2 separate regions of the Oryctolagus cuniculus genome follow, and region 1 is linked to region 2. A link is a contact called in public Hi-C data. All regions are on one chromosome and are shown on one strand. The core of a region is the stretch at or near the end of the contact, and the rest is flanking DNA. Distances in the headings are between cores, read along the strand shown.

The links. Hi-C and Micro-C count contacts between places; a contact is called where the count stands out from the background.
Region 1: a Hi-C map of an unstated tissue shows a contact between it and region 2, with 4 times the contacts expected there. The contact joins two enhancer-like sites. A contact is called at or near these places in 4 of 6 Hi-C or Micro-C datasets (ear pinna, embryonic fibroblasts, skin fibroblasts and 1 more).

Annotation. Positions count from the first base shown.
Region 1 is chr7:35,810,252-35,812,951 of mOryCun1.1, reverse strand. No RefSeq gene overlaps it. Among named protein-coding and RNA genes, the nearest start is that of CCDC190, 36 kb to the left of the region's middle. Within about 2 kb of position 1,296, at least 2 of the 8 cell types and tissues checked have an H3K27ac peak or open chromatin away from gene starts, as enhancers often do.
Region 2 is chr7:35,345,549-35,348,248 of mOryCun1.1, reverse strand. No RefSeq gene overlaps it. Among named protein-coding and RNA genes, the nearest start is that of NUF2, 4.1 kb to the right of the region's middle. Within about 2 kb of position 1,273, at least 1 of the 8 cell types and tissues checked has an H3K27ac peak or open chromatin away from gene starts, as enhancers often do.

The sequences.
Region 1 (2,700 bases), core at 47-2,546, 460 kb before region 2:
CCTGACAGTATTTATCTGGTCTCCAAATATATAATAAGAATGGACATATTTGTAGCATGCAGAACTCTCGTACCTGTTTATTAACCTGTGGGGTAACAGCTAACATGGTAAGGATGGATGAAGGTTATATGAAAGCGTCTGAAATTCCTTCAATCCCACTCACTCCTGGTCAAGACAGTATAACGAAACTGTATTGTATTCCAGGAGGGATGGCCAAGCTGAGTATTCCTCTAAGATATAAAGAGTTCGTGGGTGGTGGTATCTCTTATATCACCAGTTAATTAATCTATCTGCTCTCTGATGGATCCAAATAGGTCACAGTAGAATTCCTCCAACTGAGCTTAATTGCATCTGCTCTGCTGGAGCAGATTAACACAACTTCAGGTACACTACCTGTTGCCATTGATCTGACAAATGTATTCCCTTCATCTCGATTAGAAAGTAGAATCAGAAACCATTAATAGTCACCCACAGTAGAAAATAGTATATATTCATGATCTTGTTTCAAGGTCATGTTAGCTGTACTCCCCTCAGATATAACACAGCCCAAATGGATCTGGAGTTCATAGTATTAATGCCATTTTGTGAATCATATTGGGCCAACAAGAAGTGGAAAGTATGACAAGGGCCTTGGTGATAATGTGCTCCAGAATGAGGGATGCAGGAAATTCGGGTCTGCCCTAATTGGGAAGTTTCTCCAGGAGTCAAGGGGCCTGGGCATGGTAAGATGGCCTCTCCAGGGGAAGGGCAAAATTGCATCTTACATCTTCCAAGCAAGTACTACACTTGGAAACCGCTTCACGTTGGAAGTAGCATATGCCATCCTTGAGGATGGTGCCATGCCCTGTTTACCAAGTGAAAGGGGAGATGGTCAGCTTTGAGTGGAGCCCTAAGCAGGAAAAGGCTCTGCACAAATCCTGGATGCAAGATCAAGCAGCCCTCCCACTGGGCTGTGTGATCTGATGAGCTCTGTAGTGCTTGAAGTATCTGTGGTTGAAAAACATGCAGTGTGTGAAGTTTAAATCAACCTTCAATAGGAGAATCATGACATAGACCCTCAGGGTTTAGACAAACAGTGAAGCCATTTGCAGCAAAGAATTAGACACCATTTTAAATGTAGCTCTTCAGGCTCTTGGACCTGGGGAAAGATGGAACATCTGACCATGAGATGTCAAGTGATCATGAAGACAGAATGGGGTTTTGTCAGACCTACTGAATCATAAGGTTGGATGAATTAAAGAGCAATCCGTTTTTGAATGTAAGTGATACATCCGCAGTTGCACATCAGTAAAGACAGAGGGCACAAGTGGGCTGCTTCAGAGAGTAGACTGCCACACCCCCTGCTGCTGTTGCACTGTTCATCTTCCTCAGCTCGCGCTTATGAACACTTTGAAGGAAAGGAGTGGTTTATTTTCAGTTGGCAGACGATAATAAAGGAAGAGCTTGATTCATGAATGTTGTACTGTACTGAACACACACACACACACACACAAGGACTTCAACAACTTCATGGAAAATAGAATTAAAAGGTAACTTTGAAATCCATGCAAAAAATTTGAAATATATAATAATTTTAATACACATTTTCTTTGAACTTTCTGCATATATATATATGTATATATATTTGTGTGTGTATGAACATGTAAATTTAACTTGTGTAAGGGTCTTTGTAGATGTAATTAACGATGTCAAGATGAGATCATATAGGATTATCCTTGTGGGTTTTAAATCCAAAGACATGTGTCCCTATAAGAGACGAAGGAGGAGAAGACAGAGACCTCAGGTGAGAAGGCAGTTGGAAGAGGGACGCAGATATTGGAATGATAAACCCACAAAGGAATGCCAAGGATGGTTAGCAGCTACCAGATGCGACAGAGAGAGATATGGAAGGGATTCTCCCTCAGAACCTCCAAAGGAACCCCTGATGACATCTTGTTATTTGATTTTTGGACTCCAAATTTGTGAGAGCATAATTTTCCATTTTCCTAAACCACTGAGCTTGTGGTAATTTGTCATGGCAGTCATAGACAGGACACTGATACAGATGAGTGAGCTCAGTGGTTTGGATATGGTTCAAGCTTCATGCATTGGGAGTTGTGGTATTGTCGACGTGGTGCAACCTTTAAGAGGTGAGGCCTAGGGGAAGGGGATTAGGGCATTGGAGTGCTGCCCTTGGAGGGGCTATGTGTAGTTCTCATGGGAGTCTGGCTAGTTCACACAAAAGTGAGCAGACCCCCTGAACTTCTCCTTCTTCCTGTTTCCCATGTAATTGATCTCACACACCCATCCACCATGTTGTATTGTAGTCAGGGCCCTCATCAGAGACTGAACTGATGGAGTTACTTGAGGTTGGACTTCTACCTTCCACAATTGTGAGCCAAATCAATCTCTTTCTTTACACACTATCTAATCTCAGGTATTTTATTAGAGCAACAGAAAATGTTCTATCACACTTAGTATGGGGTATAAGCAGAAAATTGAGTGTGGCTATATAGTAGTAGAATGGCCCTGAAAGTTTAATGGGAAAAATTCCTCTAAGGGGACAGAGCTTCAGACGATGCACCTGATTACCCCATTTGTGTCAGAAAAGTGGCCCATAGTAAGACTGAAAAAAACTCTGAGCAGTGGAATATGACTTGGTTTGTTGGTCATGCTTGTCCAAGTGCTTGCTTGTGCTGTCTGGTCTGGATTGGAAGGCAA
Region 2 (2,700 bases), core at 24-2,523:
TAGATGCTGGTTTGAGTCCTGGCTGCTCCATTTCCGATCCAACTCTGCTATGGTCAAGGAAAGCAGTAGAAGATGGCCCAAGTGCTTGAGCCCCTGCACCCATGTGGGAGACCTGGAAGAAACTCCTGACTCCTGGCTTCTGATCGGCGCAGCTCCGACCATTGCTGCCAGTTGGGGAGTGAACCAATGGATGGAAGACCGCTCTCTCTCTCTGCCTCTCCTCTCTGTGTGTAACTCTTTCAAATAAACTTAAAACAAAGGGGGGGGGGGAGTAAAGAGGAACTCATTCACTCCTTCCATTACACAAGGACACAGCTAGCAGTCACCACTTACAGTCTAAAAAAGATGCCCTCGCCAGATGCCAAATCTGCTGGTATCCTAATCTTGGACTTTCCAGCCTCCAGAACTATAAGAAATATCTGTTGTTTATAAACTATTCAGTTCATGGTATTTTATTATAGCAGCCTGAACAGACTAAGACACCTTTCTAAAATGTATGCGATTAGTTTCAAAATTAGAGTTGGGGGGGGTGGTGTTTGGTGCAGCTGTTGGTCACCACTTGGGATACCCACATTCCATATCAGCGTGCCTGGTTCAGTCCTGGCTCTTCTGCTTCTGATTCAGCTTTCTGCCAATGTGTACCCCATGAGATTCAAGTACTAGGATTCTTCCCCCTGTCCCACTCCCTCGTGAAAGACCCAGATAGAGTTCCAGGTGTGTAGCTTGGCCTGCCCAGCTCCTTGGCTGTTGTAGGCACTCAGGGAGTGAACCAGTGGATGAGAGATCTCTCTCTGTCTCTGCATTTCAAATAGGAAAATAATTTTTGAAAATTATAATTTTTCCTATTGCATTAATTCCTTTTAAATAACTGAAACACCTCTGGATATTATAATGACAATACTGGAAATATATAGAATATAAAATTTAAATTAAAAAGTCATATTGGATAGTTTAACAATGTTAAATTTGTTTTGGCTGATAAACTCAACTTTTCTGTATTTTTAAGTAAGTTATATAATATAACTTACTTAATATAACTTATATAAGTTATATAATAACTTAATGACTTGTTTTTAAATATTTTATTCATTTATTTGAGAGGTAAAGTTACAGAGGGAAAGAAAGGTCTTCCATTCACTGATCCACTCCCCAAAAGGATGCAACAGCTGGAGCTGGGGCTGATCCAAAGCCAGGAGCCAGGAGCTTCCTCAGGGTCTCCCACACAGGTATAAGGGCCCAGGCACTGGGGCCATCTTCAACTGCTTTCCCAGGCCATAGCAGAGAGCTGGATCAGAAGAGGAGCAGCCAGGACTAGAACAAGCACCCATATGGGATGCTGGTGCCACAGGCGGAGGCTTAGCTTACTGTGTCACAGCACCAGCCCCCTGTACTATTAACATAATACAGCTTGATGTGAAACTTTGGGGAAAGGATACTACCGATTTTTTGCATTCCTGGATCTGGCTTAGAGCTCATCACAAGTTATCAATGGATAATATTTTATGATTTCAAACTAAAAATTCCATTTGTATCTTGACTAAAGAAATTTTTTAAAGTACTGAAACTAATAAAGAAAAACATAGTGGAGTGAAAGGGTAAAAAGCAGAAAGCTACTTTGAATTCAGTGCTGCTTTTCTCCTTAAGCCTGAAGTACAAACATGTATTTTGAAGTCAATAAATTTAGACTCTTTTTTCAAACAGAACACTGTGTTCAATGTTTATCACTGTTAACTTATGTAAGAGAAAGTGCAGAAAACTCTCTAAGATTATCATTTATACAACAGCGCCACCTAGTGAATGCGCTGTGCATACAAAAATGTTAATAATTTGCTAATGTTTAAATACTAGTTTGTTTTCAGTTTATCAGGGCCCCAACTGTTTATATATCATTGTACATTATACTAATTCAAAACATATGAAAATATTAAACATTTTATTATTAATTCATAACTACAGATAATAAATGTAAAGGATATTCCGACACTTGTGAATAAAGGATTTGGCATATTAAATTTTTTTTTAAGATTTATTTATTGGAAAAGCAGGGCAACAATAGGTGAAGAGAGACTGAGAAAAAGAGAGAGAGGAAGGGAGGGAGAGAAAGAGATCAGTCTTTCACCCACTGGTTCACTCCCCATATGGCTGCAATAGCCAGGTCTGGGCACGCTGAAGCCAGGAGTCAGGAACTCCATCAGGGTCTCCCACATGGATAGCAGGGGTCCAACTACTTGGGCCATCTCCCACTGTCTTCCTAGGCTCATTTTGAGGAAGCTGGATGAGAAGCAGAATAGCTGGAACTTGAACAGCACTCTGATATGGGATGCCAGAGTCGAAAGTAGCAGCTTAATCTGTTGTGCCACAACACTGGTCCTTGCATATTAAATGCTAGTTGTAACAGAAAAGGAACCCAATAAGATACATACAGGAAAAAAAAAAAAGGAGGAAGAGGGTGTGGGGATGCCCAAAGTAATCTTTCAAGGAGGGACAGATCTATTGTAAAGAATATATAGTATAACAGTCTAGGAGGGAAAAAAATAAAGGTCTAGAAAGAAAAGTAGTGATCAATAGCATTGGTAGAGGGAATAAATTTTATCTTCTGAGATAGGAAAATAAGAAATAAGTAGATAAATTTCACATTGAAATGAGGAGGCAGAATTTAAGGTGTATGTTTCATGATGGCTTTTCTCTCTCAATTAATTG